Regions from separate parts of the Mus musculus genome. Here regions 2, 3, 4, 5, 6 and 7 are each linked to region 1. The links are chromatin contacts, called in public HiCAR-type, HiChIP or PLAC-seq and promoter capture Hi-C maps. All regions are on one chromosome and are shown on one strand. The core of a region is the stretch at or near the end of the contact, and the rest is flanking DNA. Distances in the headings are between cores, read along the strand shown.

Region 1 (3,605 bases), core at 545-3,044:
ATCACAGAGTCCTCTGTGGCTTCTTAATCACCCTTGAATTTGAACCACTAGGGGAATAGCAGCTGGGGTAGTCTTAGAGAGGAAAGGGAAATTTCTTCTGAGGAAAAGAGGGGACAAATGATTCAAAAGGGGGGAAAAAGTCGTAAGACTTGGTTCCATCCTTTAAAAAGAAAAGCAGTCTGTCTATAAAGATACAGATACAGATTTGCCCAGTAGTGTGAGGAAGGAAACTGGGAACCTGACACCCAGTAGCACCAGGAGCATATGAGAGAGTGAAGAAATGGGAGCAGGTACTTGCCAATGTGAAATCAATCCTCTCTCTCTCTCTCTCTCTCTCTCTCTCTCTCTCTCTCTCTCTCTCTCTCTCTCTCTCTCCCTCTCTCTCTCTCTCCTTCTCCCCCCTTCCTCCTCTCTTTCCTCCTCCTTCCCATAGACTAAACCTAGCGCACAGGAGCTGTTACCAGCCCGAAGGTTGCAGCTTGTAGAGACTTAGGAGAAAACATCCCCTAACTCCTTTCAAGGAGAAAGCCAAATTCTCTGAGACAAAAAAGCCCCAGGAACCATACAGAAATAGCCCTTTCCTTTGGTTGATCAGACTTTGACAGGGGTTGCCTCTGCACCCACAGAGAATTGATCTGCTAGGGAAACCTGACCAGAACTCCCCACTGGCTTCACCCACCTTGCCAGATATCACAACTTGCAAAAAAGCAAAGTCCAGGGAAGGAAAGAGGAGGCGACATCCCAGAGACAGCTAGTTTGAGTACCTTGGAGGGGAAGCATAGGAATGGGGTGAGAGGAGGTGTAAGGCTATGGGAACACCACTCAGCTAGGAGCTCTCTCTGATGGCACAGGAGCCCGGCGAGCTTGAACTTGCCAGGCTGACGGTGCCCAGTATGTTTCCCAGGTGCGCTGGGTCCGGGGAGAAGTCGTGGGAACTACCCCAGCCTGCGACCCGCCAAGCCCACCAAGCGCCAGGAGCCAAGGCGCAGTTCTCTGCCCAACTCGTGTCGGGCTCTCTTCTCCTTGACAACCCACAGTACACAGCACAGAGAGAAATGTCGTTTAAGCCCAAGTGAGGGGGAAGGAAGGGCGGGGGTGGGGCGGGGGCAGATGAGGGGTGGGAAGAACGCGATGGAAGCTCGGTATCGGGCGCTGCGTTCCCTAGCGTCGCTGGTGGACAGCCACCCGGTCGGTGCCTGCCGCTTGGTCCCTTACAATCCTCAGATCAGACACTCGCGTTCGCAAACCGGGCCTCCGAGGGTTCGGCCGTCTCCCCGGTACCGAGCTAGCCTGTCTTACCCTTAGCTGCAGTGAGGAGCCCCGCGCACAGAACCGCCAGCACCAGAGGCAGGAGCAGCGACTTGAATTTCCTCCACGCAGTCATGTCTGCAGATATTCCACACGCACACGACACGGATGGCTCCTCTCGGATGCGCCGGTCTCCTCCGAGGAACAACCGGGCTCTAAACAGAGTCCGGTAATCACCAAAGGGCAAGGCGAGCTGGCAAGAGCTCCGGGTCCCCAGCCCGGCCGCGCATCTGACGCCTCCCGCAGCTCTGCGCGCCCGGCTCGCTCCGCTCCCGTAGCATCGGGTCCGAGCCACTGCGGGGCTGAAGATGCTCTGAGCGAGCGCAGCCCCGGGGCTGCCGGGGCCGGGGACGAGCGCCGGCCGAGCCGGGCAGGAAGGCACCAAGGCGGCGAGGCTGCGGGAGGGGGCGAGGCGGGAGAGGAGCGCGCGCAACCGGGAGCAACCTGGAGCGGAGGCAGCTGGAGAGAGAGCCAGCGAGTGGGAGGTGCGGGAGGGGCGCGGGGGGAGGGGGGAGCAGGGCTGGAGCGGGAGGAAGGCGGGGAGCGAGCGCCGAAGACAGGCTGCTAGAGGCGCAAGGAGCCGCTGCCGTGGTGGCTGGACTCAACCATCCTACCCACCGAGAGGGGAAGGAGGCTGGCACCGCGCAGTCCGGGACTCAGCCTGGCCTCGGGCTTTCAGGCCCCTGCTAGTGCTCCCGCAGGCAGCGCAGCGTTCAGTCTCTGGCGCGGCTGCGCGCAGGCTGGAGCACGGAGACTTGTTGGGCGCTCAAGTGGGAGAAGCCCACGCTGCGCACCGGGGAAAAACCATACAATTGGCCACGCGAGCGAGCCCGAGGGCTCTGTGGGGGCAGGCAGAGGCCAGCCTCCATCCTTCTCTTTCTCTACTGACCAGAAGAAGACCTCTGCCTAAGTTAGGAAAGAAATGCAGGTGGGGGAAGAGAATGGGCCCAGCTGTGACTGAAACTGGGAGCAAAATGGTGCTTTTAAAAGAAATTATAAATTACCTTTGAAAAGGTGACTGTCTGCAACTATGATGAGCCTCTGACAGGTTCCTGTTCTGCTCCTGTTTAGTCCTGTTAGTGTTACCCTCATTGCAAGCCCAGCTCTATGTGGGAAACAAAATGAATCTAAACAACCCAACTGGGCTGCCACCCTGTTCTGGTTGTGAGAGCAGGAGAATTGACAAAAGTGTAGTGAACCCCAGCATCACATCCAGCATTCCTGCAAGAGGGATCAGAAGGAAGTTCCTAAAAGCAGGTCTACTGCAGCCAGTGAGTGCACACAGAGTAAACTACTAGAAAAAGGCTGTAGGTTAATTGAAAAAATCCAAACCAGGTGAAGGCTAGAGTTCACAGATGCTCCATTCTTAGAAAGGATTCGGGAGTTCTAGAGGATAGGATGGAAGGGGCCAGGGATGGACATCTCAGGCCCCCAGCATGGGAACATTCATCCCATGCTGACTGTGAGTTGTTCACACCAAGGAATGAGGATGGTGTGTGGAGGCAGGCTGATGGCCACATCATCGCACCAGCATTGTGCCCACTGTTAGGGGCAGAGTCACGGTGTGCCACTCAAGTTTAGTGTTCTAGAGCTTTCTTGCTCCCTGAAGCCCACGGATGACGTGAGGGCATGAGAGTGACTCCAAAAATGTAGAGTCACCGGCTGTACCTTACCTTCCAAGAGTAACCAGAGACTTTATCCAGCCTAGAATCCTTCTCCTGGAGATTGGAGCTCCCCAGAAAAAAAAAAAAAAAAAAAAAACCCTGGGCTCTGTTCTCCTGCAGGTTTCCCCCAGGCTCTCTTGGAACTGATCTGAAGTTTTTTTGTTTTGTTTGTTTGAAAGTATCCTCCCATTGCTCTTCCCTTATCCCTAGGGGAGAAAATTCCAGGCTATCTCTCTAAAGCAATGGATTGAGAATGATGCCCTGTGTGCTTCAGTGTGACAGGGAGTGGAAGGGGTCACCTACAGTGTGATTTTAAGTCATTCCCCCAGGTGTTATTTACACTCCAGCAAGTGAACAACAACAACAAGACCTATTAGGAGATCCGATAGCTCATCCGCTGCTCCTCCTTAGGACCCATTGATCTACAGAAGCAGCATAGCTGAAGACCTCCATGAGAAACGGTGTCCTGTCTTCTGAATGCCACTCCTAATGACTCATGTCACCAAGAAGGATTTCTGCCATTAAAAACCATTTCCAAATCTCACTTCTTTGTCGGGGGGAGGGGGGGTGTGGGGGGGGGCTCCCAGATGGAGCCATGTTATTAGGGTCCGAATCAAGAATGTTCAGTGTCAC
Region 2 (3,605 bases), core at 582-3,081, 1.6 Mb before region 1:
CGCTTGCGAGTGTTTATGCTCACGAGTGTCAGCTTATGGAAGCTCACGTGGGACACAGAACACTTAGCACATGCGCTGAGCAGGTGGAAGTGAGCCCTAGTGCAGACACTCAGCCTTCTTTGAATTTAGTCATTTGCTCAGTAAATGCTTCTTGAGAACTTGTCAGGGCTGATTGGGGGAATGTGTGTTTATGCACCGGGACCATCCCGGGAAAGTTCTTGGTGGAAATAGGATCAACACTTTGACTCAAAAGAGAACTGTGCTCCAATAGTGAAGCTAAGGCCAGGAAGAGATGGAGTGGGAAATGGGGGATATCAAGAAGGATTCTGGCTCCACCCATGAGTATGATAGGTGTTGCTTAAAGGGACACAGTCAGGAGAAGCATCCAGAATGCGGTATCAGCAATTTCCACTGTGAACCTTTGACCTGGACCTGTCTAATCCACTAGAGAGTGTCATTACACATTCGTTGGTGCCCGTTACAAAGCAAACATGATGCTGAGTCACTGGTGAAATAAAGAGAGTACGAAACAGTCAGGTCAGCAAGAACAAAGGAGATCCAATAGCATGTCCTGGCAGAGGGGGGACTAAACAAGAGTTGTAGTCACCAAGGACTCAGGGAGCCCCACAGCAAATTCAGAAGTCTGTAAGTCCTTCAGAGACCCAAAAGACAGTGCCTTTCCAGAGGCTTTCTCAGTGCCCCAGCTCCCACTCTTATGCACTTGTTCCTATCAGATGAGGAAAATGACACATGCTTATGCATGACTACCACAGCTTCCTAGCACCGGCCTTTCTTTCCCCTCTGGTCCCATTCTGGGTCAGTCAATAGGAGAACTCAGCGACTGGCATGCTTCATCTTCTGATTATGAGAAATGCTGACCATGAAGATCCCTGGTGTTCAGAGGAGTCTCCCAGCCTAGCTTCCCTGTGACTGCATCAACCAATCCCACCCAGTCTAGCTAGAGCCTGCTCCTTCCCTGAGCATCATGCTGTATAAGCCACAAGCCTCCCTGAGCCTTCTCAGTGTGTCACCATCTTCTGTCTTTATATCTGAACCTCAGAACAAACACCCCCTCTTTAGCAGAGGTTCTCACCCTGTGGGCAGAGACCTCAAATGGGGGTCAAACAACCCTTTCCACATAGGTTTCTTAAGACGATAGGAAAACATAGGTATTTACACTATGATTCATAATGGTAGAAAAATTATACTTATGAAGTGGCAATGAAAATAATTTCATGGTTGGGGGTCACTGCAACATGAGGAGCTGGATTAAAAGATAGCGGCGTTAGAATTGAGAACCATTGCTCTAGGGACAGAATGAGTCATCTGGACTGCACCGTCTCTACTCAGGGATTCTAATCTTGAGCCTTCACTGTAGCTGCCCCTGACTCAGTTTCTCATTTATAAAACTTTTAGCAACGACTCAGGAAAACTAAATGAGTGGATATTTATAAATGGGTTGAGAAGAATTCCTGGGATTCCTGGCTGCTGAAACAGCTTTGTAAACACAAAGTGAATCTGGCCCAGTCCCATAAAGACTTCTAAACCCATCCACAATGCCTAACAAATGGTGGTGCACACACACACACCTTTGCAGAGGGGCCGGCTCTGATTCCATGTGCCATCTTTGGTGCAGCGGATGGTGGGTGATGTTGGGGGCTCCATTAGGTAGCCGGGGTTGCACTGATAGCTCACGGTCTTGTTGAAAGTGAAGTCTGTCCCAAACTGGATGCCATTGGGCAGTGTGCCAGGATCCCCACAGCTGATGACTAAGAGGTAGTTGACAGGAAAGAAGCAGAGAGATGCAAATTACCGTGACAGGAACCAAACTGTGTGAGCACTCTTCTGGGATACAGTGCGGAACTGAGAGGTGACCAGCCACAGGGCACAGATTCCACAGAGCTGCTGCCAAGTGGCTGTGTTTGGAATTGTTAATTGCTGCTCTATTAATAGGTGGCAGTAAGGCTGTCACCCCTGGCCGTGCCTGATCAGGATACACCTATAGCTATGGACAAGTACAAAGTAGCTTATTTCTTTTTAAACTAGGTGGTCTAGAGTCTCTTTGGTTCTTCCTTCATTACATAGCCTAATTTTCCATACTTTCATTGTGTAAGTTAAAGATGCTTAAAGAATCTTAAAGCGTCTAAAAAACAGAGCATCTCATCCAACTTATGTTATACTTTATTCTGCATGATTTTTTTTAAAAAGATTTAATAAATTTGAAAATTCCACTGTCTCCTTCAACTGGCTAGCTTCCAGCCCCTCCAGATGGGCATGTACTGACTTGTGCAGTCAGGAGCTGTGCCTGTCCACGTCCCATTGGCCGTGCAGTGCCGAGTCATGAGCCCCGACGTCTTGTAGCCTTCCCAGCAGGCATAGATGACAGAGCTGGAGAAGAGGATCCCATCACTGCTGAGGATCATCCCGTTGGTCGGCGTGCCTGGGTTTCCGCAGGACACGGCTGTCAGGAAGCAAAGACAGTAGCCCGCAAGGGAGTAAGCTAGGGTGGAAGCTTAAAAGGGGGGATGCCAATGAGGGTGGGTTCCTTACAGGAATGTGGGGATGTGTGTATGGGATCAGTTCAGAATTTGTCTTACCTGACCCTCAGATTTATTTGTGATTGGTTACAAAACTTAAAACTATACTTTCACATCTTTCTGATCAAAATACGATGTAAAGCATCCAAAACCCAAAGCTTTGCTTCTCTAAGCTTGAACATACTTTTTAAAGCAAGGTAGAGTTATCATGAACTTTAAAAAGTACTATACGGTATTAGAGTTCAAGCACAGCTTCCTTCATAGCATTCTTTATTTGTGGGAAATCTGGAAAAAAATAAAGCCATATGTTATGTCCCCAGGAGAGTTCACTTGGGATTTAGAGAATATCTCAGAAATATAGATGACTATACCTATTAGAATGTTGTCTCCCATGTGTTATGAATCAACCCACAGATGAATAATTGATTGACATGTGCCTTCATTTTGCATTACTCTCACAAGTATCTTAAATGTCCCCTATAGGCACTGAAACTTCAGTTAACGGTGCTCAATGCAACTGGCAGGACTCTCACTCACTGTGTGCACCTTAGTCAGCACACAGGAGAAGCATAGCCGTCTCCTGGGTCAGACCATAATGATGGCTTCAGTGTTTAAGATTTTTGTCATATTTATTTGAGACAGTTATCAGAATAATTGTTTTTTACCTCAACCCTGTTACAATGAATTGCCAGAGAAGACAGTAAGTCATGAGACAACTACTGGGTAGTAACAAGGAGACTACAGCATGAAACTCCCTGAAAGTGGTCATCATATTTGAAAATATTCTCGCATATTTAGTTGGTCCACTTTCAAAGCTAGTCCGGAGAACAAAGAAAGATGCGTTTCTCATCACACATGGAAGAGAGCTGTTAGTTCTTACTTCATGTAGAATATACACATAAGCTAGAGTTGAGTTGATTCCTTTTTGTAAAACAAATACAAAGCACTCATATCAGTGCCCATGTCAGTCATAACTAATCAATAATCATTCAATATACATTTGTTTAGTATCTGGGAAGTCATAGCTACTGTGTCGTTGTACTGATAGAAAGTATCTCTCTCCCTCTC
Region 3 (3,605 bases), core at 305-2,804, 1.6 Mb before region 1:
ATACCTTAACGAAGCGCCTTACAGGAAAGAGGTTTTTTTTAGCTTGCAATTTCCTGGTGGGAAAGGCATGGTGCTGTTGAAAGCAGTGGTTACTGCTCCCATGAATGTGTCAGGAGCCTGAGGCATCCTGCTCCCCACTTACCCAACTAACAAGAAAGCAGAAAGAGACATGAACCCTTCAAGGCTTGACCCCTCCAATGAGGGGTCTACTCTCTACTTTCTGCAATAAGGCCATGATTTCTAAAGGCTACACAAACTCCCAAACAGTTTCACCAGCTGGGACCTAAGTATTCAAACAACAAGTCTGTATACAATCTCCCATGTAAACCACAATGGCCTTGACCCTAGAGGGCTGGTGCATTGATGACTTGGACCCCAGTCCAATGATTGTCATGTGAGTGGACCATGAGGACTTTGACCTCATCCTAGAATGAATCAATTGATGGACTAAATGTCATAACAAACTGTTGAAATGTTATAGAGACTAGGGAGAGTGAGCCTGGTTAGAGAGAGGGTACTTTTAAAGATACACCTTCCTTACGCATGACCCTCTTCTATTTCTTTCTGCTTTCTGGCAACCTTGGATGAACAACTTTCTTCTTTGTCCTTCTCTGTAAGGTCTCATCACATTCAGAAACAAAGCAATCCATGTGTACAAGCCACACAGACCCATGGGAACCCCTGCAATTATCACCCAATAGAAATTGTCCCTTTTCAAAATTGCTTTTCTCTTCCAGGTAGTGTGACTCTTGTCCATAATCCCATCCACCATATTGGAGGCTGAAGATAGACAACTACCATAAAGTCCCAGCATCCCTGGGTGAGACCGTGTCTCAAATTATAAAATAAGATTGCTCAAAAACTGTTTTCTTGGGTTTTTAATCACTGTGAATAAAAACAAAAATCTAGCACAATGTCAGAGGAAGAAAAAATGATATGAGTGTACTCTTGAAATCACCCACCCCTTAGTTCGGCTTCTCTGAGTACAAGGTGTGACTCCCACTCTGTAAACAGGCATACCTGTTTGCTAGATATGATCTATAGGGGTCACTTGCCCGGAATCAGGAGACTACCTCCAGACAAAAATCTGTGCTGAGAGAGCCTCCACATTTCTTGGTGTCTGAGAGACTGCTAAGCTAAAACCTTCACAGTGGCAAGTGTGAGCTTTCAGTAATTTGCTAGCATGTACCATATCAAATGTCAATGGATTCAAGAGGGATTTAGGTTTTTATAATTTGCTGTGAACTTTTCTCTAAGCCTTTTCCCAAACACTGTGTGAACCCTACCTTGAACTGTGATATTTAGCAATTCATGTTGAAACTTCAGTGCTTATCGGGGATATGTTCAATGACAAGGCTGGACCAGTTTCCTAGCTGAGAGCTCTGCAGACCTTTATCGAAAGAGCAGAGTGAAGATGCTCATAGGATTCTATCCTCTCAGCCTTGGCTCACACATCCCAGTGAGGAGACTATTTAAAGTCTATCCTCTAATGAGGCTCATTAGATCACAAGCAACTAACAGAACAACCACTGAGCTTATGGGCAGCTGGATAATGGGATTCTAAGCCTAGAGTTTCTCTTGGCTGCAAACCCTGCTCATTAGTAAGGGTGGCAGAGCAACTTGGAAGAGCCTAATTGGGGAGTCCATCAGCACTAAAAATAACCTTGTCACAAAACAAGGAGAAAGCCTATCTCTATGCTAGCCTCCCTCCTGGTCTCCAAAAATGGATTCATTAGCTGTGCTTTTCCCCTACCACTCAAAACATGGCCACACTCACAATTCACAGCTCTCTCAGAACCCATGTGGTGTCTTTGCACAGCAAAGGTGCTAAGTTGAGGGTACCCAGAGGATACCCTGTGAGGGCTCTCTGAATGCTATTTTCATACCATAGCGGTGGGTGACAAGCCACTCCTCAGAGGCAAGCTTCTTTTTCCTTCCCTCTAAAATTCACAGGGAGATCTACTTTGAAGCAGTAGTCTGATGGCACCTGTTTTCTCATACCACCAGGGCAGCGTTCCTGTCAGCCGCACGAACCCTTATAAACAATCTTCGATATTGATGCTTTCTACTGCTATAGTCAATAGGGCTCCACAATCGTGTGCAGCACATGGTAACCATGAGAAAGCAAGAGCTCTACACTCTGCTGGGTGTGAGAAGAGGCAGGACATGCACAGAGATGGTTGTAAACACATGAAGGAGTAGTATGGACTATAGCCTGAGGTACTATGTGAGACCTACAGGATGACACCTATGATCTGTAGTTGGGTGTAAGTCTGAAGGCCTCATCCACAATGAGGATGTGCTTGACAGAATCAGTTGCTTGTACAGCAGTGAGCAGATACTAGAGCTACTTATGAGTCTCTCGTTTTCAAGTCAAGGTCTACAATGTCCACTCTAATAATAGAGTAACAGTGGTCCTCAAGCAGGAGAATGGAATGCCTGTGCTGATTTTTGTGGACAGACCTCTGCTGTTGTGTTTAGCCATCAGTCCATACATGGCTCTGGCTAGCAACCAGAAACCACAGCGGCCACACTACAGCTCAGTTGGGTGAAGACCTGCTTTCAGAAAACTTGGAATTAATAGTTAGGCAACAGGGAACATGCGTGATGTTCTCTGTATACATTTTTAAAGGTCTAGTTTGGCTTTTTGTGTATACATAAAATTTAAAACGTAAAGATTTCTGCTTCATGGATCTCCACAGCAGACATGTCTCTTGCTTTTAAATATAAACAATATGAAGTGTGAGAGAAAGGATGCTGGATTCCCCATTGTGTGGGTACTTTGTCTGCAGAGGGAAGACTCCAATGGGAAGATTTCCTTCTCCTGTGCTGTGGACCCACAGGGACCCTGAGACCTTAGAACCTCTTGGAGTGATAATGTCAACCCCCACCCCAGCCCCAACCCCAAGAAGCTGGAGAACTTAGCTGTACTCAGGGAGCCGTGATGTACTGGGGGTGGTTGAGGGTCTGTATCTCCTCTGGGTTAAATGGCCAGCAAACCAGGAAACTTATCACCCTGGATCCCGAACAGATACATCATGGAAAATAGTAGGTTCCCTTCACATCTCATCGCCTGACCATTCTGAGATAAGCCACAAGTAACTAAAACCTTATAAATTACAGTTCCAGCGCTACACTAACGGTTTCCATGACAACACATTTGAAGATACTGCTGATTCTGTCCCAGTACCATATGAAAAGCAATAGTTTCGTCTATAGGGATATAGTCACAGGCTAGAAAACTGGGCTTAGAAAAAATTGTGTCATTTTAAGTATGTTTAATTGAGAAATTGAATGGTGTTTGCGCTTTCTAGGGTTAGCATGCTCCCATTTCAAAGAAAAGTATCCTGTTACCAGGATTGATCTTGTATTTTTTTTTTTCTGGGTGTGTATGGAAAAAATAGAAATCATGAAAAAATAAATAAATTTCAGTTACAATAAATTACAACTTCATAAGAAATAATGAACTAACACATTCACTGATTTCTGTAGATGCTAGAAAATGAACATGTAATGCCCTAATTTCTTTCTTTTTCTTCCCTTTTGGAAGGGTCGGACATGAGACTCCTTTAATCCTTCTCGGTGGCCTATTTACTCTGCTTAGT
Region 4 (3,605 bases), core at 793-3,292, 1.5 Mb before region 1:
CAAAAAGAAAGACAGAAAGCCCATCTTCAATACAATACAACAAGATGTAGCTTTTTGTATAAGAAAAAAATATTTTTATTCCAACCCTTGCTGTACTTGGATAAATAAAATCTAAATATTTGATGTGACCATGTGACTATTTAAGTATGAAGCAAATTTCAGAAACATTGTTCAACACTCCCACACACACCTGCACTGTTTGCCACAGTTTTCAGCAGGATTGGTGATTTCTAAAGTAAAAATTCTTTTATTGAAATAACAGATATTTCAAGTTGTGATTTTTTTTTTCTCCTCATCCTTCAATTTTGATCCAGCTACTTCCAGGCTAATTAAAAAAAATGTAAAATCACCAAAAGACTTCTTTAATGCTATCTCTCATTGCTAAGTTAAATTACATTACAGGAATGCTTTGCTTACAGAGCTACTAAGGGACACTGATCAGTCATAGCATATAAAAAGAAAGTGACACACCAGTGTTACTCACAGTTTAGGCATATCAGTAACCAACTTCGCCCAGAGCTTTTGTCCAAGATGTGTATCTTATTTGGTGAGTTTGCCCGTTTTAATGAGTTGATTGTATGTTACTTACAAAAACATTTCAAACTGAAGATGCTTCCCAAACAGGTGGGGAAAGCTTATAAGATGTGTCATTCCTAAATATTGTCTTGAAGGTTCCCCATTCATTTGGATAGTCTAGCTGAAGCATACTTTAAACCTCAGTAGACTTTTAGACAAAAACATAAGCAATTAAATTTATCACAGGACCATTTAAAATGTTTTGAGATCAAAGTCCTAAAATATCCACAGTACAAACTAGTTAATATCTCTGAAAATAGTTCTAAACTGAAGTCAATGACAGAATTCAGTCTAAAGTCCTATTTCCCCGGCAGTGATGGTAATGACATTGTTAGCCACCAAATGGGGCTGGCACCTTTCAGGTATAGTGGTTTCAATGAGAAATGTTGTTGTAGGTTCAGAAATTGAACCCTTGGTCCACAGTGATGATGTTGTTTCCAGAGGCTCAGCAGGTACAACTTGTTGGAGGACATATGTCACTGGGGGAGCGCTTTGAGAGTACATAGCCACACCCCACTTCCCATTTCTGTTGTTTCTTTGTGTTTGCTGTAAAAGATGTGATCTCTCCATTTCTTGTTCCTGCTGTTCTGACTCCTTGCCATGATAGCCATTTATCTCCCTGGAGTCATTTAGTCAAAATACACTTTATTCCATGAGGTGATTTTTATCGGTTTTACTTTTTCTTTTCTTCACAATGACAGAAAAGAGGCAAATAAAATGGAGAAACCCTTGCCTTGTCATGTCATCTGAGAAAATTGAAAGAATCAGCTTGGCCAGTGAGCTCTCTGCTTTATTCTTCTGTGCAACTTAGAGAAAACTCTGTTCAGTGTAATGTGGAACCCAGAATGCTCAGCAGAGCTGCGTCTCTTTGCTAAACCTCTAAACAATACTCCATTGCTTTGAGACAAGCATACCTAATTATTTGCCTTCCATCTTTCTTCTTAAACTGGGACCTCAAAGTGCTCCACAATGTACAACTGTACTAGGATTGCAGAGGAAGGCACCCTTGCCTCCAATGCTTCCCTATGGGAGTAGAAATAGGTTCCCACAATAAAACTCAACCACGATACCTTTTTATTTCCAGAGAGAGCTTTGCTTTGGAAATACTCCCACTGTTCTCCTCCCTCCCTGTAGGCAACAAACCGCTCCACAGTTTTAGCTTCTGTTGTACATTTTGTCTGTGTGCTCACTAAGATGGAAACCCATTCATCCAGCGACAACATCACGTTGCAAGATTTACTCTGCCAATTGCAGGTTGGGCATGCTGGCATTTTTAAAAAGAACACATCACGTAGGTTGAGTCTTCTGTCTGTGCACACCTGCGTGGGCTTGAAAATAGAGTTCCAGGGATCCCACAGACTTGCTTCCATGTGGCAATGAGAGCCAACACTTATACCATCTCTGCTATAAATAGACGGTTGAAACAGCTACCCCTCAGAGTGAAGTGAGATATGGCAGATGTAAATGTCTTTCTTAAATAGAAGGTGCCATATGGGCAGAGGTATTATAGAAACTGAAAATGTCCTGGCTATGTACTCTCCTGTTCTCAACAGGCAGGTGCTAGCAAGAAGACTCTGTTCTCAGTTTCACTGGGGAAACATTCAGCCATCCTTCCACCTTGTATATCTTACCACTGCAGCTAGAGTTTTAAATGACACTGAACTTCAGACCATCTGGAAGTAGGAAACTTTGCAATGAGTTGCTGAATGCCACCTGGAAAGCCATTGTCACCTCCAGGGCTGCAGCACAGAGCAGCTATCCAAATCAGAAGCAGCCCTAAATAGAGTCATTTCTTCTATTCTTAAAATGGTCTCCTTTGCTTAGTAGAGAGGATGAAATGAAAATACAAGCAAAGCCATATTTATCAAGTTTCTTTAACACTTAACGCTATTATTTTCAGGCACAAATATTATTTTAAAAATATATTTGAACATGTTTCCCAATGAGCCCAAGTGTTTTTGTTTCTTCCTGTCTGCCCTGCTGTTTTCTGGGAACTTACTCCTTCCTGGAGGCTGCTATAAACTGTTGCCAGGAGCAACCCAGCTAGCATGAAGGTTTCACCTTTCTCTTGAAGCTCAATTTCTCAGTTCTCCAGAAGTGATAACTTTAATGCCCTGTGCACCTCAAGAGACATTTGAGGAAACTACTACAGAGAAGGACCATCAGAGATACCTTGTAAAGGAGTTCGCTGGTAACTGGTCCTAGTTCCTTTAGGTAGACACATGGCATGTTATTATTTTTTTAAATGAAAAATCAGCTATGAGGCTGAAAATCATGTAGTACATCATTTAACACATCTTGCAGATCATCAGCCAAAATAACCTAGGCTTAAGAACTTGAATTTGGCTTACTAGTCATTAAAATTAACTCTTAGTTGGGTGTGGAGTGTTCATCTTTAATGCTAGCATTCTAGAGACAGAGGCAGTCAGAAGCAGTGTGGTCTACATAGGAATTCCAGGATATCCAGGGTGACATAGAGTAACCCTTAGGAAAAAAAAATTAAAACAAAAAATAAAAATATTACCTCCTGCCAGGCATGGGAGTACACATTTCTAATCCCAGCATTCTATAGGCTGAGGCAGGAAGATTTTAGTGGACTTAAGGCTAGCCTGGTCTCAATAGTGAGTTTCAAGCAACCAGGACTACATTGTGACACACTGTTCCAATAATATTAATCCATAAAAACACCTGTAGTGTGGGATAACTATGGAAACTAGGAGGAGCCTAATAAAATGGGAGGCTCTGACACTTGAAGCCTGTAGGGGGCTGAGGGTGGGCATGTGGGAAGAACACTGGAATTATTCCCCTCCTGTGTGCCCTCCTGCCCCCTCCACAGGGGCAAAAAGATTTGGATGCCCTTTAGTGAATGATGTCCAGTTATGTTTCTATTTGTCTTGTTTTGCCTTTTAGACTGATTTCTTTATGTAGACAACACCTAAAGATCTGCCTGCTTCTGCCTTCTAGATGCTGGGATTAAAGGACAACCTATCCAGATATATGTTTTTAAGTTTTAAAAATGTTTTCATTTG
Region 5 (3,605 bases), core at 423-2,922, 1.4 Mb before region 1:
TGAGGGACAGGGTGGGTGCACTATTCCAATGATCAAAGTTACTGTGGAGACTTCATCCCTTAAGACTCAGCCATATTGCTGAGGAATGGGCTCAAAGATAAAGTGCACACTGTGCTAGGATGAGAACCCAAATTTGTTCCCCCAGTACTCATGTATAAAGCTGAGCATGGGCCATGAGTAACTGTAACCATAGTGATGATGTGGGAGGGTGGAGATACATGGACTTCAGGACTTGCTATTGAGCCTGTCTAGCCAAACATGTGAGCTCCATCCTCAGAGAGAGACTCAAAAGTAAGATGGTTAAAGGAGACAACTGACGTTGACTCCTAGGATCCACATGTACACACACAAATGGGTAAGCACAATCATAATACATGTCTATAGCTATCTACCTACACATACATATAACATGCAGACACATACATATACATGTACATGTATGTGTGTATATATATATATATCCAACACACATGTATGCATATACATATAACACCTAACACACTCATGCACACACACCATACAGCATACAAAGACACATACACAAAGACAGATACTGAAACACACGTGCAATACCCACATACCCACACACATACACACACAGGAAGAAAGAGAGAGAGAGAGAGAGAACTCAAGATTGAAAGTCCAAGTTAGAAGTTCCATTTTCATGGGGCCTTCAGAAAGAAAAAGAAGAGGGATCAGATTTTGAGGAAATTAACAGCAAATGTTGGAAAATATGTGTCATGGGGAACTGGTGGGTGTTGAGAGAGCCACTACACAAAAAGAAAGCAGAGCATATTGATGATGAAGAAAAGGGATAGGAAGTTAGCTGGCCAGTCTAGAATGCACAAATCCCATAGCCAGTCATCAAATGGAAAGATAAGGCTCAGACCCATGTCTAACCTAAGATGTAAATGAAAACAAAAAGACAGTATGTCTTCCTGCTCAGACCATAAGGTTAAAAAACATGATCCTAAGTTGTGTTCTTCTGGTCAGAGAGAATAATGTTCAGATAGATTTGGGGGGAGTGTCTTAGAGAGAGAAGTAAGAAGAAATACATCACTCCTCTACAGTCATCTGTGTTTTGTCACGTTGACTTCATAAGTGGGAAATTCACTGCTCGCTTGTACAAAAATAACAGTCCTAGCACTGCTAGGCTGAACTTATGAGATACTAGACAGTGTCGCTGGCATCATAAGAAAGAAGCTGTGCTCAGAGACACCTCACAGCCACTAAAAATCTGGTGGATAACATAAAATAGCACCCAGACACCTTGTATTGTTAAGTTAGCATTCAGGCAGGACATGTTTAAAATTATTGTGAATCAAAATACATATGCATGCTTATGAATTTTATTGGTGTAGTTTATGTTAATAGCAACTATCTCTAGGTAAAGAGACAACAGCTTTCCTCACTTCTTGTTCATCATAGTTTATAAAACACCTGTAATAAACACAAATTATTTTCCTAATAAGAAACCACAGTTTACAAATGTTGTCTGTTGAGTAAAGGATTTATGTGGGTGCGAGTCTAGTTAAGCAATATGCTGCAGGGGCCACAACCCTCACTTCTGAAAAGTGAAACTCACAGTGTAATGAAGAGACAGCATCGCTCTTCCTGTCAGACGACATCTATGCACGTAGGTATGTCTAGTCCCTCAAATACTTGGCTATTCAATTGCTGCAAATGATTTCCATCTGTTCTTGGAAATGCAGTTTGAAGCCAAGAAGGACAATGAGTGCTTTGTGATGAGCTAAGGGATTTTTAGTTCTTGCTCAAATTAGGTAAGTAATATATAGTTATGTCAAAGGCTGTGGAGTAGCTAGGAAAGTGGTCAAATTTTACAATTACGTCTTGAATGTAGAAAGGATAAATTGCCCTTAAGAGGTTAATTTAATGTTGCTTTTTAAGGGTTTCCTCCTTCATGAGATTAAAAATATAAAATGGAAGAAAATTAAACCTTCATTTTAAACAACATAGATACACATAGAACACATATGCACACACAGCAATGTATAACACACAATGACCATGACATAGGCACACAAAAATATGGGCACAGAGACACACATACAACACACACATAATACACATACAACACAGATACCACACACATATAGAAATATACATATTACATAGATACACATCTAAACATATATATAGACATATACATATTACATAGACACACACATACAATACAGCTGAGCAATAAAAGGCAGGAAGAGAAGCTCCATTTGCAGGGAGCTTCACCAAGGAAAAAAAGATATCCACAATGACAGCTGCAAAATTCTGAAAAATACCCAAAGCATCACAAGCCTCCTGTTAATGGAGTGAGCGTCAAAAGGCTGACTGTGCTCACAGCTGAGGGATTATGAAGATACAGAGATGGCTAAACAGGGCTGGCTTTCCTGGAGGCCAGATGCTAATAACAGAGCTCTTGAATTTCATCTGGCTTCAAGACCCTGAGAGAGTCCCTCACTTCTCTGCCATAGCCTTTTGTCACAGATCAATTAAATTCCATATTTTTTCAAGCAGAATATCTAGAAGTACCAACTAAGCCAAATAGTTTGTTAAAAAAATAACATTTAGTTAAATTTCATTTGAAATTACAATTAAATACTCTAAATAGACATTTTATGTTAAAATGTTTAACAGAATGAAGGGCAATTTACATGTAATTCCTGTTTTAGATGAAAAAAATCTATTTACCTAAAATCACATTTTTGAAGATCATCTTAGATATCTATTAAGACCAGAGCTGGCAAAGCCATTTGTTACTATATTAATAAGTTGGATGGAGAATTTTAATTAGTGTTTTACATAATTTTATTATTTATTTTCATTATCTCCAAGGGCAATATCTGTTTTTCAGGATTCTGTCTAAAATTTACAGATGTTATTAAAAAAATACTTCTGAAAAGAGAAAGTGCTTTTCAGTAGTAGGTTTTGCTTGAAGGTGTGTTTTATATTAAACATATGGCCAGCAGTGGTAGGCTTATAAGTTTTACGCCACGTAAAATTTTAAGTTTGGATTGGTTGATATATATTTACATAAGAACTGTTAAGGACAGGAAAATGTTAGATAAATGTCAATTACTGTACATTAAAGAAAGCACATCCTTTATTTCATCTAATAAAATAAAGGTGTGCAATAAAATGTCTGCATTGTCTCAGAGAGCCCGAGGCCATTTAGGAAGCTCCTGGAAGTCCTCCTAAGGAAACCAAAGGTTGGCAGGCAGATTTGAAGCATGCATTGACTGCATCCATTTCTCAGCATGACATTTCCATTCCCTGGGCCCAGTACCTATGCACGAAGGAGGATCTGGCTGCCAGAAGAAACGGTTGTTCAGCTGCACACACGTGATCTTGGCTGGTCCTTGGAGCTGGTATCCAGGGTCACACTGGAAGGTGATGGTGTCTCCAGGTTCCCGGCTGTCACCGTAGCGGGTACCATTCTGAGGCATCCCAGGGTCATTGCAGGTGGATGCAATGGAAGCTGCAGAAGAGCAAAGGAGAGCTGTTTAGTTGACTGAGAACCAGGTCTCCACACTTGCAGGGGTGGCTGCTGCCTCTAGGGTAAAGCACTCGGTGTTGGTTTGGTGCACCAA
Region 6 (3,605 bases), core at 540-3,039, 1.2 Mb after region 1:
TTTGTGTGCCTGTAGTCCTGAGCAATCTTTGTTCTTTGATTTGAAAAATTCCCCCTCTCTCCACAAGATTAAGGCCAGTGACACTCATTCATTTAGACTCCGGGTTCCAGCAAAAGCTTGTCCACTTAAGAAAGTAGGGGTATTCGTGAGAAACATAGATTTGGGCCCCGGTTCTGTTCTCAGATTAAGGCAGGGCATCAAACCAAGAGATTCTGGTGACATCTGAGAAAAGCAAATTATGTCTTTCTGGGAAGACGTACTAAATGAAGTCCACAGGATTTTAAAAGATTTATATGACTTTAAACTATTTCCTTGTGAGCATGTGATGTCATTGTCACAATGTGTAACGATTCATCTACTATCTACATTCTTTGTTTAAACTTCCTGTGGAATACATATGGTTCACATAAAGAATACTCCGGGGTCATTTGAGGTTTTGTAGAAAACAATCATTTGTGAAAGCAAAACAGACCCTTTCAGTGTCTTATTTTGGTTACGGTCTATAAAAAGGCCATGAAACAGAGCAGTCGTCGCAGCCCCAAGAACAAACTGTCAGACCCTCTCAGCCCGCCCGGCGTGGCACGAGCATAGCAGTCCCACGTGGGGACAAGCTCAGAGCCTGTCTCTGGAACTGAACGGGGGTCTGCCTGCAGTGTCTCCGGGACACTTGGGAAACACGGTGCCATTTCCAGATGGCAGCCCCTTCACAGCGCAGCCCTGAGACTCTGAGAACACAAGGTTGGCTTTATTTAATTTCCTCTCTTTTACCAAGAGTCATAATCTATTTTCGTAAAGAAATTCAGGAAATTGGTAAAGCACTTGACTCCATCCGTTAAGTATCCGTAATTAACGTGATTGTCACGTTTTTCCTGGCTCCGTGCTGTCTTGTTCACAGCCTCCCTCACATGCCTACAACCCGCTGAGAAGATCCTGGTAATGGGTGTCACTTAGTCTCAGCTACTCAAACAAAACAGCACGCGCGATCTGCAGAGAAGCGCACTTCCTCTGCTTGGCTAGCAAAGATTCCTAAGTTCAGGGGGTTTTCTGACCAGATTCTGGCATTCTTTTCAGACAACCCCTCTGTGGCTCTTCTCTCTGTGACTGCTTTGCTGCAGGGCAGCACAAAAGAGGATGTTTGCAGCCCACCTCCGCAGCCCCAGTCCCTGATAAAGCCAGGGCTATTAGTTCTTGCTCACCAGAGCCAGCCCACCTTCCTACCTTCATCAGCCACTGTGTGTTGTTCTCTAGAATGTTCTCCAGCACCTGCAGCCTTTGCACTGAGTCGTCGTAGTCGAGGGGTGCATCCCTCTGCACGGCATTGGACATGTAGGGGCTGGAGGAAGATCGGCAGCTGTCGGTCTCCGGCAGCAGGAACGTGTAGCTGCAGGGTCCGTTCTGGACCTGGTACTGCCTTCTGCCTGTGCTGTCCACGCTCTTCCTAAAGTTACTGTAGGCTGAGGCCAAGACAAGATCCCAGCCAAAAGTTAGGAAAATGATCTGCCACATTCTCTCTCTCTTTTTGGGTTCTAAACTGTGAGTTCAGCAAACTTGCGTCCTGAGCTCTCAGCTGCTGTCTAAGGCACAGGGCTGTGCCGTGTGAATAAGTCCATCAGTGAGAGCCTTCTCCGTCCCGCAGCAGGCTCTTTCCCAGTGCCTGTCTCTTCTCTTCTCTTCTCCCCGGCACACTCGGAGCTGTCCTGAGAGGAAGGAGCAGCCCTGCTCACTCCAGAGGTCTGCACGGACTCTTTGTTTCTCCCCTGAGTCTACAGTGTCAGTATCCGAATCAATCACTTTCCTTCCCTTATATGATAAGTTGATAAGAGCAGCCAGACATGTGCAGCCAGCCGCTCCGCCCCCTGGCTCACCCACTATCTTCCTGTAGGGGGTCACTAGCCAGGCAACAGGAAAAATCAGAGCATAGTGCTTACTGCCCCAAAGGACTGTGTACTGCAGAAGCCTTCTGGGAACACAGACCAGCCACAAGACCCCTGGGCATGTCAGAGGCACCACCCTAATTATTTCCTAGAGAGTAGCTGGGGCTCTGTTGTCTGTCTGCTCGTTTGTAGGCTAAGCTTGCAGAGTATCTGAGGTAATCACTTTAATTTTAAAGCATAGTGAAAGTTTCTGTTCTTTTAGGAATAAAATTACAGCTATATCGGGACCTTGGTTTATTTTCTTTATTGTAAATATAAAGGCTAAGATCAGCCCTTGTAAATGTGCTTTTCCAAGGGGAAGTAAAGTCTTGTTGGTATTTGGTTTTTTTTTTAAGTTATGCACATTTTTTTTTATTTTAACCCAGTTTGATATTATTAAATCAAGTTACCAACATCAGTTTTCTCAGCACTCACATGTCTGTGCCTTAACACAAAATACTATACAAATAAAACTTAAAGTAGTTTGGCCTGATTAATTGTCTGTTAAGTAACAATAGATATTTGAGTGAAGTATGTCGAGAGGAAACAAACATACACCTTTTCCTTCACTGTATCAGGGTTTCCTCGGGCTCATCACTCTGTGGCATGTTCCTGATTAAATTAGTCCCAGTCAGTGGGCTCAGGCAAATCACTTTCCCCTTTTAATTAAGTTCAAAAGCCCCTGGCCATAAAAGCTGGGGGCTGCACTGACTTCTAAAACACTTCCAGCTCTGTGGCTCTGCTGGTCCAGAGTCACCACCCCTTCATGACTAGAAGTTAATGCTGCAGAGATCGGTACTGGGAAGACTCCAGCATCCCTGACTCAAAGGACCACGTCCGCCTCCAGAAACCCCAGGGCAACTCTGTGTTACACATCCTCGGCTTCTGGAGGCTAGGAGAGTCATGATTTTAGATCATAGGTGAATCTAGAATCTGCATGGGGAATGTTGTTTTTCACAGAGTCTGTTTGGAAGAGAACTAACTGAATCTTTTTTAAATGCATCCTGTAGCAGACTGGCTCCCGAGTTGGCAACAGAAGAGGGTTATGTTTTGGTTTTTTACCCCAAGATCTACAGGGTCCATGAACTTGGAAAAGAACATGTCTATATTTTTCACCAGGCAATAAGTGATATTTAGCTCTTCCTGTATCTCTGAGAACTGATGAACCATATTTTGCCATCAGTGAAGACACACCCTTCTTAAAGACACCATGAGCCTCCCACTCCATTGAAGGGACACATAGGCTCAGAGACTACTACCAAGTTCTGTGGCGCAGAAAGGCCACAGCTCATGCTCTGGACAATTAGCTGGGGGTGGGGAGCAGTCTGATTCCTGAGAGATGAAACAGGGCTCACGAGTGCTAACCCCCGCAGTCAGAACCCCTCAGAAAGAGCAGGCAGGCCTCAACTTCAGTCTGAGTGCTACGTGCAAAGCTTAGCTGCTCTCAGGGTTCCTACTTGGAAAATAGAAACCATTCCTTCTCTGTGGAATTTTCTGGATTAAGTTGCTATGTAATAGGCGCAATTTAAAAATACTAACTCCCTTTCCTTACAGCTTGCTTATTAAATGGAAATGAATTTGGTTACCATCACACAGTAGCTCCTGGGATAGTCAGGACAAGGCAGTAGCAATGGGTGCAAATCTTTTAGGTTTGTTTGTTTGTAAGAGCACATTTCAAGGCATTGATACATG
Region 7 (3,605 bases), core at 457-2,956, 1.1 Mb after region 1:
TTACCCTAGATGACCATACCAGGGCATAAGCGTATGGCAGACATGTCATTTTCCTTCACCTACAATCTATTAAAAAAACCTTCTCCAGCCATAGTCTATTCTTGACATTTTCTTGTCTTGTCCTGAGCCTAGTGAACTTTCCCAGGAGCCCATTCCCAAATAAACCTACATTTTTTTTTTAAACTTCTTAATTTGGTTTGAATTGGCTTTTTTTTTTTTTTTTTTTTCTGGCAGAGAAAAACCTATTAGTAGTGATTCAACAAAAGATTCTGGGAGGCCCTTGCTTTGGACTAAGTTTGCACACCATGTCCATCCAGCAAAGCTGATCAAACCAAAGTGGAGTCAGTCATGCTGAGTGGCAGGGAATCTAAGTGAAAGGTTAGAGAACCCAAAGGGTCCCAACAGTAAGAGGAGATAAGATGCCGGTTCACCTAAGATAGCCAAATAAGGAAGTCTGAGAACCAAGCCATGGTTCTGATTCTGTGTTCCCTTCTCAGGAATCCTAGTCCTGCTCTTACTGCCTGTATAAAGTGAGAGCATACAGCCGAGGGGAGGGTTATTTAGATCGGAGGGAGAGTTCAGCCTGAGGCATCTGGAAAAGTCCACAGAAGGGAGAGAAAGCTCTCTATCGGACTTGGCCAGCAGGGTAGGTCAGGCCATGAGAGGAGTGGGCACTGGGAAGAAAGGTGGAAGAGAAGAGAGAAAAGCAAAAGAGAGGACAGAGGGTGGGGTAGGGAAAGGGGGAGGAGCAGGGGGAGGGGAGGGGGGAGAGAGAGAGGGTCAGTAGGACTAAGTACCAGCCTGAAATGGCGGGGTTATATAGGAATGAGAAGCTTGGGGAACTGAAGCCCAAGAGCTGGAGAAGTTTAGAGCAGGAGGTGGGTTGAGAAACGCTAAAAGGAGCCACAGGTACCACGTAAGCCTGGAGGCCAGCAGACACTGTGGTATGTTACTGGGCACCTTAAGCAGCCATTTTGTCTTGAGTTTCTCTTTGCACTGCCTAGTGAAAGCTCTCCCACTGTGTTAGTGAAGATGCTTCAATTCGTGAATTCCCATTAACAGCTCATCACTCGGAATTTGGCTTTTTAAAATTATATATATTATATATTTTAATATGTACATTTAAAATAATTTTGAAATATATATATATGTATATGTGTGTGTATATCTATATAAATTATCTTTTTTTTTTTTTTTTAAAGCCAAATTGCTGGGCCAGTCTGTAATCCTAGCTCTTGGGGAAGGCTGAGTCGGGAGAAGGGCTGAGTGTTGTGAGCTAGAAACCAAGGCCATCTCTCTAAACACCCAACCAGGAGCTAAGGAGATGGCTCAGTGGTTAAGAACATTTGCTCTAGCAGAGGACCCGAATTTGGTCCCTGGCTCCCTTATGGTGGCACATAACCATGTGTAATTGGATCTGACGCCCTCTAGTGACCTCCACTGGCACCAGGCACGCACGTGGTGCAAATATGTACAAGCAGGCAAAGTACTCACACGTGTAACAAATAAATACAAAACCCAAAACAACCTGTCTGTCCAAACCAGTTGGGTGGTTTTTTTGTTTTTGTTTTTAACGCCCGGCGCTTAAGGCGACGAAAGGATACTGTTATCTACAGAAGAGCAGGCACTCCCTGGCTTCCGTCCTCCCTAGGCGGCTCCGTCCTCCTCCCTCTCCCGGCAGCCCTTGCGCGGGGAGGCGGGCCCGCGTCCGACCCGCCCCCTCGCAGACTCGCGGGCGGGAGGTTTGAAGACCCAGAGGGCCCGCGGACGCTGCAGCAGTCCCGCTCGCGCTCCAGGGTGCAGGGCTGAGGCAGGGCCCACGGGTGGGTCCCCTCCCCGGTCACCGAGCGCTGCGCAACGAGGACGAGCGAACCCTGCGGGGACAAGCGACCGCGGCGCTGACCTGCGCCCTGAAGCCGCGGTGCGGCGGGCTGACTCCTGCCAGGTCGCCGGAGAGCTTCAGGGCCGCCCGTGAGCGATCAGGTCTCGGCTGTCGTGTGTCACTGAGCCGGGCGCTCTCGGCGAGGGAAGGGAACCCGGAGCCCTTGCGCACACACACACACACCCCTAAGCCTGACGCGGCGAGCCCAGGGGGCACGGCCTGCGCATGCGCACCCCTCTGCCTTCCTGCCGGCGCACGCTCGGTCCCGCAGCTTCAAGCTGGTCGGGTCATGGAGGCCTCGGGAGGCGTTGGGGGCGCCTTTCTGAAAGGTGAGGAGACACGCCCAGTAGGGAGGGGGCTGGGGTCTAGGCTCCCAGCGCCTGGTTGTCTTGCCTGGGCCGCCGGGATCGGCTCCCAGGCCAGGTCCCATCCCATCTCAGGGCTCCCTACGCCCGAGGTCCTCTCACATCCTAGGTTCCCTCACACCCGGAGTCCCCTCACTCAGGATCCCGACCACCTGTGTGGACACCCCACATACATTCACCCTGTGACCTTCATCGACCCCTATGTGTTCCCCAATCCCCCCACCCCACCCCGGTGCAGGCTGAGCCCTGGAGAGCTGGCGGGAGGATAGGCTCCTGTCTTAGCTTTCTGGGATCCTCTTGCCTCTATGGCCTCTGCAGTTGTGGGATCAGGAAAAGTAAGAATTTGGTAATAGTGTGATGGCCTCTGGAGGGTCCTACCTGAGTAGAGCTGCCTGACACTTGTGGAGCTCACCTTTTTTTTTGTTGTTGTTGTATTTTTGTCGTGCTAACACGTGCTCAGAACATGGGACCCTGGGTGAGGAGATTCCAAGTATAAATATATTTTATATATTTATATATTATATTTATTATAGCTATGTGTTTATTATATTTATATCATATATGTGTATATATATTTAAATTTTTATTTATTATTTTAGAAAGCAAGTTTGCCTCCAACTTGCTATGTAGCTGAGGCTGACTTATCTCTGTTTTTTAATTTGGTTTGGGGGTGTGGGGTGGGGGTGTGGGCTTGCTTGTGTAACAAAGTTTCTCTTGTGGCTCTAGCCTTCCTGGACCTGGAAACTCTGTCTCAGTCTGTAGACCAGGCTGACCTCAGAGATCTGCCTACCTCTGCCTCTCAAATACTGGTTTTAAAGGGATACACCACCACCACATGCTTTGGCGTAGAACTCTTGCCTCTACTTTATAATCACTATGTGCTAAGATACCCAACTTCATATAAATAATTTATTAGAACTGAACTGTATTAGCTTGACTATGCTATGGCCATAGAATCGTGTTATTGGAAGATAGTCTGGGCCAGAAAGCCTGGAATGATTACTATATCTGTTTCTTTACAGAAAGCATAATCCAGGATAATTATAAATCTTCCTGGATGAGGAAGATTTAAAATACTACCAAAATGGCAAGGATGATGTTTTGAATAGATTCGTAATAAGAAATCTTCACGTAATAGGAAACTTTCACTTTTTTTTCCCTAAAATAAACAGAACAAGAGAAGAATCTATTGTGGGAGGGGGTGTGCAATTCCTAGTGTGTGGTTCCTGCTAAGATCTTGCTTATTTTCAGATGTTGTGGCCTATGTTGAAGTATGGTCTTCCAAAGGGACAGAGAATTACTCAAGGACGTTTGCAAAGCAACTTGAGGATATGGGGGCAACGGTAAGAAATTAATAT

The links. Promoter capture Hi-C pulls out the DNA fragments that hold promoters and counts their contacts. HiCAR-type assays count read pairs that join an accessible place to other places. HiChIP or PLAC-seq counts read pairs in DNA pulled down with a chosen protein or histone mark.
Region 2: a contact with region 1 is called in a HiCAR-type map of astrocytes, with 4 times the contacts expected there. The contact joins the enhancer-like site here to the promoter of Csmd1 in region 1. A contact is called at or near these places in 2 of 39 promoter capture datasets (the 3T3-L1 cell line and hippocampal neurons), 2 of 484 Hi-C or Micro-C datasets (cerebellum and cerebral cortex) and 5 of 115 datasets of contacts at active chromatin or transcription factors (VIP interneurons, astrocytes, embryonic forebrain and 2 more).
Region 3: an H3K27ac HiChIP or PLAC-seq map of VIP interneurons shows a contact between it and region 1, with 17 times the contacts expected there. The contact joins the enhancer-like site here to the promoter of Csmd1 in region 1. A contact is called at or near these places in 4 of 39 promoter capture datasets (the 3T3-L1 cell line, the C10 cell line, hippocampal neurons and 1 more) and 3 of 115 datasets of contacts at active chromatin or transcription factors (VIP interneurons, embryonic forebrain and forebrain).
Region 4: a contact with region 1 is called in a promoter capture Hi-C map of hippocampal neurons, with 6 times the contacts expected there. The contact joins the enhancer-like site here to the promoter of Csmd1 in region 1. A contact is called at or near these places in 3 of 39 promoter capture datasets (embryonic stem cells, hippocampal neurons and pre-B cells), 1 of 484 Hi-C or Micro-C datasets (cerebellum) and 2 of 115 datasets of contacts at active chromatin or transcription factors (embryonic forebrain and forebrain).
Region 5: a contact with region 1 is called in a promoter capture Hi-C map of second pharyngeal arch cranial neural crest, with 4 times the contacts expected there. The contact joins the enhancer-like site here to the promoter of Csmd1 in region 1. A contact is called at or near these places in 3 of 39 promoter capture datasets (embryonic stem cells, hippocampal neurons and second pharyngeal arch cranial neural crest), 1 of 484 Hi-C or Micro-C datasets (cerebellum), 2 of 115 datasets of contacts at active chromatin or transcription factors (embryonic forebrain and forebrain) and 1 of 9 other capture datasets (embryonic stem cells).
Region 6: a promoter capture Hi-C map of embryonic stem cells shows a contact between it and region 1, with 3 times the contacts expected there. The contact joins the promoter of Angpt2 here to the promoter of Csmd1 in region 1. A contact is called at or near these places in 3 of 39 promoter capture datasets (embryonic stem cells, hippocampal neurons and liver).
Region 7: a contact with region 1 is called in an H3K27ac HiChIP or PLAC-seq map of embryonic stem cells, with 5 times the contacts expected there. The contact joins the promoter of Mcph1 here to the promoter of Csmd1 in region 1. A contact is called at or near these places in 4 of 39 promoter capture datasets (cranial neural crest, embryonic stem cells, maxillary cranial neural crest and 1 more), 1 of 484 Hi-C or Micro-C datasets (embryonic stem cells), 9 of 115 datasets of contacts at active chromatin or transcription factors (embryonic forebrain, embryonic stem cells, forebrain and 1 more) and 1 of 9 other capture datasets (embryonic stem cells).

Annotation. Positions count from the first base shown.
Region 1 is chr8:17,533,591-17,537,195 of GRCm38.p6, forward strand. Csmd1 (CUB and Sushi multiple domains 1) reads right to left here and starts at 1,795. Exons shown (of 70, transcript NM_053171.2): 1 at 1,300-1,795. The coding sequence starts at 1,384.
Region 2 is chr8:15,919,445-15,923,049 of GRCm38.p6, forward strand. Csmd1 (CUB and Sushi multiple domains 1) reads right to left here. Exons shown (of 70, transcript NM_053171.2): 58 at 2,285-2,461; 59 at 1,590-1,769. Among named protein-coding and RNA genes, the nearest start is that of Gm46073, 12 kb to the right of the region's middle. Within about 2 kb of position 1,832, at least 12 of the 459 cell types and tissues checked have an H3K27ac peak or open chromatin away from gene starts, as enhancers often do. A contact at or near this core is called in VIP interneurons and astrocytes, where this site is marked.
Region 3 is chr8:15,946,242-15,949,846 of GRCm38.p6, forward strand. The region is part of intron 51 of Csmd1 (CUB and Sushi multiple domains 1); the gene reads right to left. Among named protein-coding and RNA genes, the nearest start is that of Gm46073, 14 kb to the left of the region's middle. Within about 2 kb of position 1,555, at least 16 of the 459 cell types and tissues checked have an H3K27ac peak or open chromatin away from gene starts, as enhancers often do. A contact at or near this core is called in VIP interneurons, forebrain and hippocampal neurons, where this site is marked.
Region 4 is chr8:15,992,914-15,996,518 of GRCm38.p6, forward strand. The region is part of intron 46 of Csmd1 (CUB and Sushi multiple domains 1); the gene reads right to left. Among named protein-coding and RNA genes, the nearest start is that of Gm46073, 61 kb to the left of the region's middle. Within about 2 kb of position 2,043, at least 8 of the 459 cell types and tissues checked have an H3K27ac peak or open chromatin away from gene starts, as enhancers often do. A contact at or near this core is called in hippocampal neurons, where this site is marked.
Region 5 is chr8:16,097,654-16,101,258 of GRCm38.p6, forward strand. It overlaps Csmd1 (CUB and Sushi multiple domains 1), which reads right to left. Exons shown (of 70, transcript NM_053171.2): 27 at 3,302-3,493. Among named protein-coding and RNA genes, the nearest start is that of Mir3106, 69 kb to the right of the region's middle. Within about 2 kb of position 1,673, at least 4 of the 459 cell types and tissues checked have an H3K27ac peak or open chromatin away from gene starts, as enhancers often do. A contact at or near this core is called in second pharyngeal arch cranial neural crest, where this site is marked.
Region 6 is chr8:18,739,773-18,743,377 of GRCm38.p6, forward strand. Angpt2 (angiopoietin 2) reads right to left here and starts at 1,790. Exons shown (of 9, transcript NM_007426.4): 1 at 1,219-1,790. The coding sequence starts at 1,506. The region is part of intron 12 of Mcph1 (microcephaly, primary autosomal recessive 1); the gene reads left to right.
Region 7 is chr8:18,593,425-18,597,029 of GRCm38.p6, forward strand. It overlaps Mcph1 (microcephaly, primary autosomal recessive 1), which reads left to right and starts at 1,707. Exons shown (of 14, transcript NM_173189.3): 1 at 1,707-2,211; 2 at 3,499-3,590. The coding sequence starts at 2,172.